Regions from separate parts of the Mus musculus genome. Here regions 1, 2, 4 and 5 are each linked to region 3. A link is a contact called in public Hi-C and promoter capture Hi-C data. All regions are on one chromosome and are shown on one strand. Each heading gives the region's core, a stretch centred on a gene start, on an enhancer-like site or on the middle of the called end of the contact. The rest is flanking DNA. Distances are from core to core; before and after follow the strand shown.

Region 1 (2,727 bases), core at 49-2,548, 480 kb before region 3:
TCCTCTGAACACTCATATGGAAACCTCAATAGAGATACATGATTCACAGGCTTTCAACACTAGCCACATCTACCCTAGGGCTGTGTGTTTGTATTAACCCCATGAGAGTCCAGAGCCTCCCACAACTCAGAATGCCTCAAACACACACACACACACACACACACACACACACACACACACACACACACACACACACGGATTCTCAAACAGCCACTTCTCACATCTGGGTCCTGCTCATACACATCTGACCCCTTCTGCTTTGCCTAGTTCTGACCACACCATTCTTGTCCCAGTGTTGATCATGAAGAGAGAAGGTCTAGCCATAGCCATCTCCTCCCACATGGTCTGGAACAGGAGAACTGGCCTGTCTTTAAGACAACACACACACATACTGAGAGGGGCTGGTCACCAGGTCTCAAGTCTGTCACTGGAGCAGACGAGGGCATTTCTCTCCAGAAGGTTTCTCTCTATTGGATTAGGAGAGTTTTTGCACTATTGACCGAGAGGTCTGTGTGGGTCTCAGGCTAGACCCACCAACTGCTGACCGTTGACCTCTGACCTTCTTATGAGAAGCATCTCTATCTACCTTGATACACTCTCCTGCCTTTCCCTGTTGATCTGCCCTTCAGAAGGGGCCCATCAGGGAAAACGGGACACCTGGGAAGATGGTGAGGGACTGCAACCTGCATCGCATGGCCTGGGCAGCTGTCTCTACCCCTTGTGACCCCAGCCCTGCCAGGTAGGCCCCACCTCCGCATTACCTCTGACCTCCAGCACTGTGAGCACTGCCTCACAGGAGGCCTGGCCCCGCTCATTCTGGGCGCTGCAGCTGTACACGCCGGCGTCCTGAGCCCCGCAGCTCCGCAGCCACAGGCAGCTGGGCTCTGGGGCCGGTGGAGGCAGGAGCTGCCCATCCCGGAACCAGCTGAGGCTAGGCTGGGGTGTCCCGCTCACTACTACCCGCAGCCTTACATCACTGCCCGCACACACCGCCGCGTTCTTCAGGGGCCGCAGGAAGACCGGCGCCCCGGCCCCATCCCCGGTGACGAGGACCCCTCTGCCGGCCCCCACCTTGGCTCTCTTCGGGGGCACCCCGGGGCTAGGAGGTGCCCTCGTGCCGGCGTCCTCGCCTCGCGTGCCCCGGGCTTTCTGCATGGCCTCTGCGAGCTGGACTAGAGGGGCAGGGGACGCTAGAATTGGGAGGCCAGGGGGACGCCCTAGGGGGTATGGTGCCTTAAGAGATGAGTCCTATGGGGCCGGCGGCCGGCCTTCCTGCTGCCCGCCCGCTTTCGGCCTGTGCAGAAGGTCACCAGGGCGGCCGGCGATTGCGCCTCAGGGACTATTTTTAGGGCCCCCGGCTCGGGTTGCGAATGAGCAGTGGAGGGAGGGGGCAGCAGAGGAGGGGATTTGGACTCCATGTGGCTCCTCTCTCTCCCAGTGCCCCCATCGCCAGAGCTGGCCTAAAAGAATCTCCTCCCCCACGGTGTGTCGCCCCCTTCCCCGCCCCCAGCTTGTGAAATCTGGGGGAGTCGAATTACCCCTGGGCTTAGGCCCGCTTCCTTTCTTCGGGCCCCAGCGCCCTAGTCTCACTAGGCTGGTTGGAGAGGAAGAGGAAAGGTCCAGAGATGAGAGGCACATGGAGAGACAGGCCCCAGTGGAGGTGAGCAGACCGGACCAATGGCCTCTCCCAGCACCTCCGTAACAGCTGGTAAGCACCAAGACCCAAAGCCTGGAGTTCTGGTGGATTTTCAGCTCCCAGCAGGTCCTGTGCTCACTACACCACCACCCTACTACCTTCACCAGCCAGGTGACCCCTAACCCTCTCTCAATTTGCCTTCACCTATAGAAAGGGAAGTTGGCTAGGATTGCAATCAGCAATAATAGCCTCAAGGGGAGACACGGATGGCATGAGGACAACGCGGTAAAAGAGGGGTTTGGAAGGCTTGAAGTGTGAATGAGGACAACAGGTTGGGTTGGTGAGGATTCCATTCTCCAGGCAGGGAGCGCTGTGCCTGATTTCAAGCCTGGGGGATTTCTTTGCCCAACTTGTGGAGGTTGGATACACACACATGGGGTAAATGCAGGGGTGTCCAGGCCACTCGACATAGGTTGCAGTCCCTCACCGTCTTCCCAGGTGCCCACTTTTCTCAGCTGTGCTCACTCTGAAGGACAGATCAACAGGGAAAGGCAGGGAAAGAATCAAGGTGACAGAGGCTTTGCACGTGAAGGTTGGAGGTCAAAGGTCAGCCAGGGACCCACACAGACTTCTTGGATGATAGCGCAGAAGCTCTTCTTTCCCGTAGAGAGAAGTCCCTGGGGGATGGACACACACACACACACACGCACACACACACATGCGCACGCGCGCACACACACACACACACACACACACGCACACACAAGCACGCATGTACACACAGGCACATGAATGCATATAAAACTGTTAAATCTGATGATCTGGATATTCCATCCCAAAGTCACTTTCTTAGTAGTCATACAAGATGTCACCACTGGGAAATGACCACAGGATCTATCTATCTCTTCTTTGTTATATCTGACAACTGCATATACAGAATATGAATTTACATTTCAAGGGACTTTCATAGGATTCCTGAGGTCATCAGTTCCATTTGCACACACACACACACACACACACACACACACACACACACACACACACCTTTACAGATCTAGAACTGACCTTGAGCTAAGGGATAAACATTAGGA
Region 2 (2,700 bases), core at 126-2,625, 320 kb before region 3:
AGCCTCTGGTGGGGTTGCACAATGTTACAATCCCCTCTGTAAGTACAGGCTTCTCTGACCTTGAAGAAGGGCAGCAGCAGCCAGGCTTCATGCTTAGCACCTCGTTCTTTCAGAGAGTAAGCCATGAGGCGAAGGATGTTGGGATGCTGGAAGAGGCGATGCATCTCTGCCTCTCGTTGGGCTTCTTCCTGGTCTTGCTGCTCATGGCACAGGATCCGCTTCAGGGCGTAGAAGTGTCCATCATGCAAGCCCTCCACTAGGTCCACATAGCTGAATCCACTGTGGGCCAAAGGGGTCACAGTGAAGGACCATGGTCATCTCTCACATAGCTCGGACCCAGAGGAATTCCCTTAGGGAGGAGTGCCTCTTACACAGAGTGGAAACACTCCCAAGATGTAGCTCTCATATAGTTTCAAGACATTAGGATCTGCGTTTCCCGAGAGCAGGGGCACAGAAATCACTGAGGTTTTGGTCTGAGCATAATGTGTTCAATTAATTTCAAGTCCTCATGAGTCAGGCACTGGGTGACATGCTTTAAAGAATATACTATCTCACTGAGTTTCCACAAGTCCCTCAGCGAGACATTATAATCATCTCCTTTTAAGCAGAAGAAACCACAGTTGACTTAAGGTCACACAAGGTAGATCCAGGAGGCCAGAGTCTAGAATCCACTTCTTGACCCGTTCAGCTAACCGGTCAGGTGGGGTAGACTCTAAGGCTAACACTCTTGCAACTCTATCACTGTCTCTAAACGACCTGGGTCTAGCTAAGTGACGTCCAAACACTCACCCTTCCCCCAATTTCTGGACGAAGAGGTAACGCTTATTGTCAATGATGACAGTTCCCCGGGAGCAGACACACAGTGCGTGGCCCATAACGTCTCAGTCATCCTCTTCAGGGATGGTCTTCCTTCCAGGGAGAGTGGGCTCTTCCAGGCGATGCGGTGGGGTCCCGGCGGGTCATGCTGGAATGGAAACAGCAAGTCGCGGGTTCAAGAACAATCTAGACAGCCACGGAGGTACCAACCAGGAGAGCTCAGGCTCACCTCCAAGAACCCATATTCACGTCTAAAGAAAACTGGCCCTGGCGACTCCAGCGCTAAGAAGGCTGAGTTCTGGCACCCCAAAGCCTCAGGCCACGCTGCGTCTTACCAGGCCGCTTCTTTCAACCCCGGCCCACCTTCGGCCAGGTCCAGCTCTCGCACCCGTCAGGCATGGGGTGGCGGCGCAGGAGGTGCGGGGCTCGAGCCCACCTCTGGCCGAGTCCACCCTCCGTCGCTCGGGAACGAGCACAGGGTCTGCCACTACAAACTCCACACCGACCGGTCTCCGGCCTGTGCGAAGGGCCAGGGACCGGAAGCCCGGATGACATCATCAGTCCGCGTCGAAGTAACGGCCCGCTGTATCCTAGCAACAAGAGGCGGCAAGAGGATGTGGGGACCCGGAAGTGAGAGGCTGGGGCCCGGCTAGACCTGGGGTGTATTGGTTTCTCTATCTCGCCGAGGGTTCCCACTTGGCCCTCAGTAAGGGTCAAGACGCAGGGACTAGTACCAAAGGGGAGCAAAGCAGGGCTCTGCCCGAGGCCCCTAGGACCTCTGTCTCCCAATGTCAGAGGTAGGAGGTCTTATAGCTCCCGCGCGCTGGAGTTAGAAAGTGGCTTTCTACAATCTAGCTTGGAGGAGGGACCAGAGAAGGGCGGGTGCTGACCCTTAGATGCCAAGAGGTCTGACCCCTTAACACTCTCAGGGGTCTAGCCTGTACTCCACTGCCTTGGCTAGTGTCTGTGTCCTTAAACTAGAGTGCCCGTTTCTAAACCTGGTCCTAACAGTCTCCTAGCTGTGTGGCCTCCTGCAAGTTATTTAGTCTTTCAGATCCTCACTTTTCCCAGCTGTAAGACAGTACCTACGGCTAAGTGTCGTGAGTTATGAGGCCAAACTGACTAGTTCCAATCCCAGCTCTACTGAGCTAGTTGTGACTTTGGACAGCTACTTGTTATTTCTAACCTTCATTTTCCTCGTGTGTAAGATGAGAATGAGAGTTATTTCATGGGTTGTTTCAAAATTAAATGAGTTGTCTTTCGTACAACTTTGGAAACAGCCGTATATCAATGTGTGTCAATAAACAGAAATAATAGTATTTTCTACGGCTGTGAAGGCAGGAGAAGTGGAAAATTAGACTTCTAAGCCTATGAACTATGCAGTTTGTTTCACATCTCTTGCCTAGACAGGCAGAATATATTGGAAAGGGGTGTACCTCCAAAAAAGATAGTGACCAGGACAGGCTTCTTGTAACCCCTTTCCACAGCATGATCACTCTGAAGATTTTCTAGGTTTTTCCACTGTTTCTGAATCCGTTTTAACCTTACTGCTCCCGTGCATATAGATTTAACCTGATATGTGCCGGATCCTTTGCTAGTCATGAAGATTTAAGACACCCTGTCAGCCCTCCGAGAGTTCAGTTTAGAAGAGCAGGTTTGTTAAAGCACAGACTCTAATTCTAGAGGTCTGGGGTAGGACCCGAGATTCTGCGTTTCTAACAAGCTCCCAGGTGATGCTAATGGAACTGATTCGGGTTCAGCACTTCGAGAAGTAATATTTTACAAACTAGTGGACCGTGGATGGCTACAGGCAAAGTCCGGGTTAACGGCCTGAAAAGTTGAGGTGGTCTCCGCCCCTTTGCTTGATGTCGGATTCCCTCCCAG
Region 3 (2,700 bases), core at 52-2,551:
AGATCTTGAGACTGATAAAGGCTAAAGAGAAAAACGTACTCGATGGGTGGTGTTTTGTGGCTGGTACCATCTACAGAGTAGCAGAGGAGCTAGCCACACCAAGAATGTGTGGTTAAAACATCCCAGGGAAATCGAAGGGCAAAAGCAAAGGCTCTCGGCCAGCCACGGATGGGTTTAGCAGTTGGTAGAAGGAAGGTGCCAGAGGTTAAGCTTCCGGGAGTTGAGGTAGGGGGTCTGGCAACAGAACAAAAGGCCTCCTGGATGTTCTTAACTATGAAAGTGGCTAGGTGTGGATTTGAAGAAAGCCCCACACCCTGCTGGGCTTCAATTTTTATGTTTGTGTGTGCAAACTGAACCCACCAGGCTGCTGAGTCTATAGAGGAGGCACTTGGCAAACAGGAGTAACAAAATATTTCCCACCCACCTCCTTCCCTCTTCTGCTGGGTTAGCCTCTCTCGTTGTTAAGGATCTGTAATCAGCCTGCCTTCTAAATGACAGCTAAAAGGGCGAGGAGACCTCCTTTGGGGTCCCTAGCCTTTTCTGTCCCATCTCCCCACCTCCCCACTGCTGCAGATTCTGGTGCCTCGGTGGTCCCCGAGAGGGTGGGGGAAGACTGAGAGCCACTTCTATCTAGGACAGTTGAACCCTCTCTTGGCACTTGTATTCTTAAAATCCAGGAAAAAAACAAAAACAAAAACAAAACCCAAAAAACCAAACCAAACCAAACCAAAACCCATGCTAGCGCTCCCGGGTGCTTTTCAGTGTTTAGTGCCGCCTGGCGGCGAGGCCTGGTCTTGACCTCAGTGCCAGAGAAGACTCCTTGGAAAGCTCCGCTCAGGAAGAAAAGGGTAACAGCGAACAGGTCCTGAGGGCCTTGGCGCAGCGTCCTTAGAGAAGGGTCTTCTCTTCCTCCTCCCTAGTGTCCCCCAAAAGCAAGATCTTCACCTAGAGAGTTTTGACTTTGGAAAGAACTGTGCTGGCCAGGCTTACGCAGTCTTAGAAAAGGCTAAACCGTACGCTTACGGTCACGCCTGAGTGTCTGTGCCAGGGATTGCTTGTTCTGCCCCTAGGCTAGGAGTCTCTACCAGGCTTAGACCACAGTGAAAGAAAGCGCAGAGTCAGCCTGGGCTCCGGCAGACACGATGTGCGCCTCAGCACTTTCCGTTGTCATGCATGCGGGCTGGGACCAGATCGGTGACTCCGCTGCCTATGCAGACCAGAGCTGGCCAAAGCCTGCCAGCTGACTCAGCTTGCACACCCCACCCGGATTCCACAGGGAGAGGCAGCCAGACATGACTATAAAGCAGCGAACACCAGGCTCGCGCGCAGCCTCTCCATTTTCCGTCGGTGCGGTGCTCACTCACTCGGTGAGTACTGGGGGGAGAGGGAGTAACAAGGGAACCTCCCCTCACGCCCACCCGCTCCGCACAGCGGCAGCCTGTGTCCGGATCCAGACCCTAGATTCCTCACACCCTACTGGGGATGGGCAGGCTTAGGCTAAGTAGAGTGTTCCCGAGAAGTTAGCCCATGATCTTGCCCTTCTTATCTGCAGCGACATGAGCAGCGCCCCCGCGCCGGGCTCGGCGCCCGTTTGCCTCACACTCTGGGATGAGGAGGACTTCCAGGGTCGTCGCTGCCGGCTACTGAGCGACTGTGCCAACGTCTGTGAGCGGGGAGCCCTGCGCAGGGTGCGCTCAGTCAAGGTGGAAAACGGCGCGTGAGTGATCCTGCTGTGGCTAATGGGCCAATTTAGGGGTTTTCTGGCTTCTCTCCCTTCCACCCTAGCCAAAGTCAGAGCCCGGAACTTCAACCTTCACTCCAGTGCGCCGTAGACAGACTCATCAAGGAGAGAAATCTTTGTCCTCTCCAGTACTCCCAACCCCTCCCCAAGACAAAGGCAAGAAGCAATCGTGGGGCCGCCCTGAAACCTCCACGTTTTCTTTGTGCAGGTGGCTTTGTGGAGACAGATCCTTTGTGCTCTGCCCATCTGGGTATCCTAGAAGCCAGGTTGGGGTCCTGAAGATAGCAGAGGCTCCTTTGCCACTATAGCAGTACAGAGAACGGTTGGCTGCCTATGCAGTCACATAAAACCCAGAAGGAAGTCACTGGTTCGGCGATCTTATTAACCTGAAACATTCCTTCTAACCGCGGGCGATAAACGGGAAACCTGGGCCTTTCTAGCTCAGGTTTGGGGCTTTCAGTTTCCAGAGGAGCTGGGTCTATCTGAGGAATGGTTTAGCGTTGGAGAAATAGTTTGAGTCCCCGGATATTTTCAACCTTAGCAAACAGGGTGATGATGGGGGAGAGGGAGACTGAGCAGATGTTTCCCAGTTCCTCTTCTCTTTTTTTTTTTCAGATGGGTGGCCTTCGAGTACCCCGACTTCCAGGGACAGCAGTTCATTCTAGAGAAGGGAGACTATCCTTGCTGGAGTGCCTGGAGCGGAAGCAGTGGCCACCACAGCAACCAATTGCTGTCCTTCAGGCCAGTGCTCTGTGCGGTGAGCACAGCCAACTCCTCCCCCCCCCCCCCCCCCACACACACACACGCGCGCGCGCGCACACACACACACACCCCAACCTCTGATCTCCTGCCACCAAGCTCCAGGTCCCAACCAAAGTGAGTTGCTTTGAAATACCTACCCACCCACCACCACCCCATGATGTATGAATAAACTCTTGGGTGGGTGGTAGTGGCATTTG
Region 4 (2,700 bases), core at 146-2,645, 340 kb before region 3:
TCTCTCAGCCTCAGTTTACTAGCCTACAAAATGGGGGTGATAAGCTGGCCTGGCAGGAAAGCTATGACCTTCCCCGATCAGGACCCAAATTGCTCTTCAGACCCTGCTAGACAGACATAACATGGAGGCGATTAAACACTATCTAAAATAAAATCATGGAGGAGACGGGATGGAGGCGTGGCTTTAGGAAGGAGTACCAAGAATGAATGGAAGCAGGGGGACATGCCGGTCCCTGCAGGACCCCAAGCCTTACTGTCAGATAGTACTTCATAGGCCTCTGCCACCTCCTTAAATTTTTTTTCAGCAAATTCTTTATTATCCGGGTTCTTGTCTGGGTGCCACTGCAGAGCCTTCTTTCGGTACCTGCAGGAAGTGAGTGCAGAGGGAGGGTCAGGAGACTGATGTAGGCTTTGCCCACCGACTACCCTTTTTGCTTAGTCCAACACCCTTTCACTGCCCCGATCCCAGAATACCTCACGACTGCAGCCTGTATTCAGGGGTTTCTCTCCCTGTGGTGTGCCAGGGATATGAGTAAAAAGGAAAGTCCCTGCCATAAGCCCTTTCTTGGGGTTCTTTTGATAGAGCTATCTATAGCCACAGGGAGAGTGGAGACACTGTCCTGTCTCATAGCCTGGGCATTTTAGCACTGCAACCTGGGCAAGCCCACATGTAGGAGCTGGAGGAGAGGGGAGCTGGGTGTATAGAGGACGCTAAAGAAGGTCAGCTCTTCTTCCCTGGCTGGACTTGGTCTTCGTACTTTCCCAAGGGTCTCCTTCCTCCCTTCAGCCAGACCTCTAAAGGGCCCCTGGCACTCAGGGGGGCGGGGAACAAGGGTCAGAGCCTTTCTGTAACACAGCCGAGGCACTTACGCCTTCTTGATGTCATCAGGGGACGCACTCCGCGGTACGTCTAGAATCTCGTAGTAGGATGCCATGGCAACTCAGCGTCAGACGTCCCTCCTCCAGGCTGCGGGAGAGAAGGGGTCAGGCCGACAGAGGCACCGCAGCTCCGTGCGGCCGCAACCCCGGGCAGGCAGGCGACACTTCGAGGTGGAATCGGGCCGGGGAGCCACGCCTGCGGCCAGTGACTAGGCTCCTTCGCAGCCTTTATCTGGTCCCGCAGGCCGGTGCCCAGGGCTATCTCACGGCAGGAGTGGGGAGCCCTACCCGAACCCCCTAAGTCTAGTAACCCGATCTGAACCCCCAACCTGACCCAGCTGGGACCGCACCTCCTCTGCCGGGAGTCCCGCCCCTGCCCCCCGCAGGGGAACCGCCTAGCACCCGCTGCCCGGCTCGCGGCCACTGCGTACGACACGCCAGGCTGGGTTGTGTGCGCAAGCATGCGTCAGCGCCCTGGAAACTACTAGAGACTCAGAGGGCCGGCTCGGCCGGTCACACGAGGGGGCGGGGGCGGGGGGGGCGGGGGCGCTGCAGGGGCTGCTGGGAGATGAGGGCGGAGCCGTTTATTTTAGTTTTTCACCCAGGCGACGTCATTCCCAGGTGGGACTTAGGAGGCTGAAGTCGGCTATATCTTTCCAGCTATGACGCAGTCTCTCAAACACAGGCAGAGGGGCGGTCCGCAAGCTAGGTGCGGGTCCCCTGTCCTGTCGCTGGCCTCTAAAAGTGCTTCACGATCCCTGAGTACTTCCCCCAGGCCATCACCTCCAAGACTCACCGAGTCTCCTCTGGGCCTAACCCTTCTTCATAGCTTAGCTCCAGTGCTAAGTCTTCAAAAGAGGCTGCCCTGGCTCCCCTGAGTAGGTCAGACCTGCTTTTTATAGAGTCTCGTGGCATTTTCTTCTCCACACTGTCAGAGCCACAAATTAACATTTATTTGATGATCATCTATCTCCCCCAGTAGAATGTAAATTATACAAGGTAAGAATTGTGTCCTCCTTCGTTCGTCATCCCCTTAGTCTTTAGTCAGAATTGAAACGTATCAGTTGGACAGCCGAATAACACTTGGAAGACTTTTAACATTTTTGACCTAGAAAGGGTGAGGTAGAAGAGCCTAGTATGAGGAAATTAGTAGACTCAACGTTTCTCTTCCACAGCTGATCGTAAGTAGATCTATTTAGCCTCAGAATGATTTCTGGATTCAGATCTCAGGAAAAGGGAACCTTCCAGAAGTGGGTCTTGTTTTATTCCATCTGGCCAATTCCTAGACATTAGTGTACTGTTTTCTTAGTAGATGCTGCCAGAAGGTACTAAGAATGTAAAGCTATGGGGATAGCTTAGGGGTAGAGTGCTTGCCCAGCAGCCGCCAGACCTTACTTAGCCTCAATTCCCAGCACTGGGGGAGGGATAAAAAATGGCATGGGATGTCACACACACACACACACACACACACACACACACACACACACAGCCTATCAGCAGAACCCACTGGGAAACTCAGAACTCTGAGAGCAGGGAGACCTGGCCTTGCAACCGGATGCTGCTGTGTGACTTGGGAACATCCAAGGCCTGTTTTCCCCCTTAAGTATAGGTAACACCTAGAGTTGTTAGAAGTCAAATGAAGCATGGTTTATGGAAGCTGTTATTAGCATAATGCTTTCTGGTGTCACACATGACCCAAGCAGGAATGGTTGTATGAGTCCAGTCAGTGTTTCAGGACAGGTGACCTGGGGACATCTCATCAAAGCAACAGCTTGAGCACCAACCAAGGGAAGGCTGCCGTCATTTTGTCCCCTTTTCCTGT
Region 5 (2,713 bases), core at 71-2,570, 390 kb before region 3:
TTCCCTTTATGGTTTCCTGAGTCTTAAGTTTCCCTCCTGGGTGGTATATGCCAATTCATTGTTTTATAGCACCTCTCAAATTGCTTCTATAAATCATTTAAAAAATAAAATGTTAAGCATATAATCGGTGACAACAAACTTTCAGATCCTGGCGTGGGAAAACACCTTGTGCCAGACAGTCCTGTTAATATATACTGACTATATATATTTTTTTTTTCCAGGCAAAAGACAAATGAAACTGTGTGAAGACACAGAGTCCAAACAAAAGGAAGAAAAGTGATTGGGATCATAACCCTTGGTGAGTAAATGTTCCACCAGGTGAGTTCTACATTTCCCCCCACGACACGGCGGACAGTTCACCGTTCCCTTCAGCACCAACAGACTCTAGCAGAAAGTAATGGTGGAACAGGCTGGGGAGCAGAGTTGCAGGTTCTTAGGTGCCAAGGCAGCCAGAAACTGAAGAGGAATTCTGGGTAATGAGTGGTCTACAGAGAGAGAACCTGAAATCTGAATGCAAATCTCCCCTAAATTCTCAGCTATCTTCTAAATAGCACATGCACAGGGGTGAGATTTCCAAGAGCCTAAAGGAAAAGCCAGATATCTGAGCAAAGATTTTGGCAGCTGCCACGGTTCTAAGGAGGCAAAGCCTGGAGCCAGAACCCACAAAATTAGAGGGTCTTCCTAAACACCTCACCGAGTCTCAAAACACCCTGAGCAGTAAATACTGAAGAAAGACAATGCAATCCAGAGACTCCACAAAGCATCAACCCAAAAAACACCCACTTTACAACAAAACTTAACATTGGAGCTTAGAAACATGGCACGGGACAAGTGGCAGTGTGCCAGGTACTTAGTTATCGAAATAGATCTATTTTAAAGTGTACGGTGGTTAGGATTTGGGCAACCACAATGGCTGTGGGAAAATAAGGATGGACATTCAGTGTTTTGCGGGTTGAACCCATATGGTTGCTAAAAGATTTTAAATGGATGAAGAGAAAACGAGGTCGAAGGCAATAACCAGTCATCAGGCTGAGTGCTCACTCTTCCCTCGCAGTTCATATTTAAATATCACAACCAAACACATGAAGTTGGTTCCATTTCCACCCCCATCTCATATGCAATCAGTCTCTCCTTCCTTGGAGATTGAGAATGGCGGCTTATCTGGAAAAGTGTGTAGAGGGTGGGGGGCAGAAATTCCAAAAGGTAGAATGGAGAGAGGCCAAAGAGGATGGCTAACTTGGGTAAGCAGCTGCAGGGGCAGAGCCTGCTTGTGATTGGCCGAATTGCAGAGGAGGGCTCTGCAGATCTCTTGTCGCGTCTCTAGCGCTAGAGGGTGAAAAGTGACATCCTGGCACAGGCCCCCTGGCTATTGTTGCTACTTCCACTACGACCTAGCTCGAGGAACCGTGAGTTTGGATCCAGCCAAGATGCAGAGTTCGTTAAAGCCCGCGGGCTCCGGGCATCTTCAGCTACTGGTCTGCTTCCTTCTGCTTTACAGTCGTCCAGGCAGCTGCAGCGACATAAACGCCCACGGTCAGGAGAGAACTTGGGGTGGGGGTGGGGAGTGCGGACAGGCCAGAGAGCAATTCTGAGAGCAGAGGTTCTGGCCTTCAAGGCTAAAAGACTCAGGAGGAAAACCGTTTAGGATGACAATAGAGAAACGCAGAGGGTTTCAGCGGGACAGAAGCAGTCTTGGCATTTGGTGTTCAGGGTCTAGACAGAAGGAACGACCCAGGGAAAGGTTGGGGGTTGGGGAAAGAGTAGGAAAAACAGATGAGCCAAGGGTGGCTGCAGTACACCCCAGACGTTTCGGGGGGGGGGGGGTCAGGAAAGAGATAACCAGGACTAAGTGGAAAACCAGGAGTGCTCGTATTTGGTTATCTTATCAAGGGAATAAGTGGGTGGGGCTGAGAGACAGAATCAAGGCTCAGCCATAAACCTGCAGAGTACAGGGGCTGGACCCGGTTTCATGAAGTGGGGGAAGCTAGGTTGGGGTGAAACAGGTTGGAGGGAGACCATTCTACTTCCTCCTGTTCTGATCTGCGCCATCCTGGATGGACCTGGCCGGCACTCACTTGGTAACAGTCGGGGAAAGACTGCGCAGCCTCAGAATACCTGCGCAGACCATTGCACAAAGTCCTAGTCTGACGCCCCATCTCCCTGCGGGATTCTTGGGTTTGGAAGCCAATGCAGAGGATTCGCAAAACACTGCGGGTGGAGATCTGGTGTCAAACAAGGGGAGAACTGAGGCAGGGTGGGAACGGAGTAGAATGGGGGGTGGGAAGTGCAGGTGCCAAGGCGTTGTCATTACCGCCCGCAATGACTACATCTGACCCTCCTCAGCACCACGGACAGCTCCAGCCCATTCTGTGGATCCTGGTTTCCCCATGTACTTTACCAGACACCCTCTCAGACTGAACATAGCCTCTTCTTTGGAAGTTCTCTTTTTTACCAGGACACTAGAACCTCTACTTCTTTCTAGGGCCAGGAAACTGTATTGTGAATCTATCTGAATGGAGTGAGGGAGAGAATTGCCCATTCTTGGAAGACCTATGATTTGAGGCTAGCCTGAGATACATAGCAAGACAAAGAGTTTTGTTTTGTTTTGTTTTATTGTTGTTGTTTGTTTTTTAATTAACTGAAGTGGAACAGGGAGAATTTTTTTCTTTAACACTACTCACTTATCCTTCATCCCTGCCCTTCTCTTACACAC

The links. Promoter capture Hi-C pulls out the DNA fragments that hold promoters and counts their contacts. A called contact is a pair of places that touch in the nucleus more often than the background predicts. Capture Hi-C pulls out chosen DNA fragments and counts their contacts.
Region 1: a Hi-C map of embryonic stem cells shows a contact between it and region 3, with 2.1 times the contacts expected there. The contact joins the promoter of Speg here to the promoter of Cryba2 in region 3. A contact is called at or near these places in 6 of 39 promoter capture datasets (the HPC-7 cell line, cranial neural crest, embryonic stem cells and 1 more), 6 of 484 Hi-C or Micro-C datasets (all in embryonic stem cells), 4 of 115 datasets of contacts at active chromatin or transcription factors (all in embryonic stem cells) and 3 of 9 other capture datasets (adipose tissue, liver and pancreatic islet).
Region 2: a contact with region 3 is called in a promoter capture Hi-C map of neural stem cells. The contact joins the promoter of Stk16 here to the promoter of Cryba2 in region 3. A contact is called at or near these places in 6 of 39 promoter capture datasets (cranial neural crest, embryonic stem cells, frontonasal cranial neural crest and 3 more), 2 of 115 datasets of contacts at active chromatin or transcription factors (neural tube and pancreatic cancer cells) and 2 of 9 other capture datasets (adipose tissue and pancreatic islet).
Region 4: a promoter capture Hi-C map of pancreatic islet shows a contact between it and region 3. The contact joins the promoter of Dnajb2 here to the promoter of Cryba2 in region 3. A contact is called at or near these places in 15 of 39 promoter capture datasets (3T3-L1-derived adipocytes, the C10 cell line, the HPC-7 cell line and 10 more), 1 of 15 datasets of contacts at CTCF or cohesin (embryonic stem cells), 6 of 484 Hi-C or Micro-C datasets (B cells, the G1E-ER4 cell line, embryonic stem cells and 2 more), 6 of 115 datasets of contacts at active chromatin or transcription factors (bone marrow-derived macrophages, extraembryonic endoderm stem cells, fetal liver and 3 more) and 3 of 9 other capture datasets (embryonic stem cells, liver and pancreatic islet).
Region 5: a promoter capture Hi-C map of second pharyngeal arch cranial neural crest shows a contact between it and region 3. The contact joins the promoter of Resp18 here to the promoter of Cryba2 in region 3. A contact is called at or near these places in 22 of 39 promoter capture datasets (3T3-L1-derived adipocytes, the C10 cell line, the HPC-7 cell line and 13 more), 4 of 484 Hi-C or Micro-C datasets (bone marrow-derived macrophages, embryonic stem cells, immediate neuronal precursor and 1 more), 8 of 115 datasets of contacts at active chromatin or transcription factors (craniofacial prominence, embryonic basal ganglia, embryonic hindbrain and 5 more) and 5 of 9 other capture datasets (adipose tissue, embryonic stem cells, liver and 2 more).

Annotation. Positions count from the first base shown.
Region 1 is chr1:75,373,868-75,376,594 of GRCm38.p6, reverse strand. Speg (SPEG complex locus) reads right to left here and starts at 1,298. Exons shown (of 41, transcript NM_007463.4): 1 at 762-1,298. The coding sequence starts at 1,155. It overlaps Gm15179 (predicted gene 15179), which reads left to right and starts at 1,580. Exons shown (of 4, transcript NR_037976.1): 1 at 1,580-1,708.
Region 2 is chr1:75,209,504-75,212,203 of GRCm38.p6, reverse strand. Stk16 (serine/threonine kinase 16) reads right to left here and starts at 1,375. Exons shown (of 8, transcript NM_011494.5): 1 at 1,152-1,375; 2 at 790-964; 3 at 60-279. The coding sequence starts at 875. Glb1l (galactosidase, beta 1-like) reads left to right here and starts at 1,449. Exons shown (of 17, transcript NM_029010.2): 1 at 1,449-1,613.
Region 3 is chr1:74,891,744-74,894,443 of GRCm38.p6, reverse strand. Cryba2 (crystallin, beta A2) reads left to right here and starts at 1,301. Exons shown (of 5, transcript NM_021541.3): 1 at 1,301-1,367; 2 at 1,553-1,717; 3 at 2,357-2,498. The coding sequence starts at 1,557.
Region 4 is chr1:75,235,118-75,237,817 of GRCm38.p6, reverse strand. It overlaps Dnajb2 (DnaJ heat shock protein family (Hsp40) member B2), which reads right to left and starts at 1,395. Exons shown (of 9, transcript NM_001159883.1): 1 at 1,229-1,395; 2 at 870-966; 3 at 254-363. The coding sequence starts at 934.
Region 5 is chr1:75,277,022-75,279,734 of GRCm38.p6, reverse strand. Resp18 (regulated endocrine-specific protein 18) reads left to right here and starts at 1,320. Exons shown (of 6, transcript NM_009049.2): 1 at 1,320-1,533. The coding sequence starts at 1,428.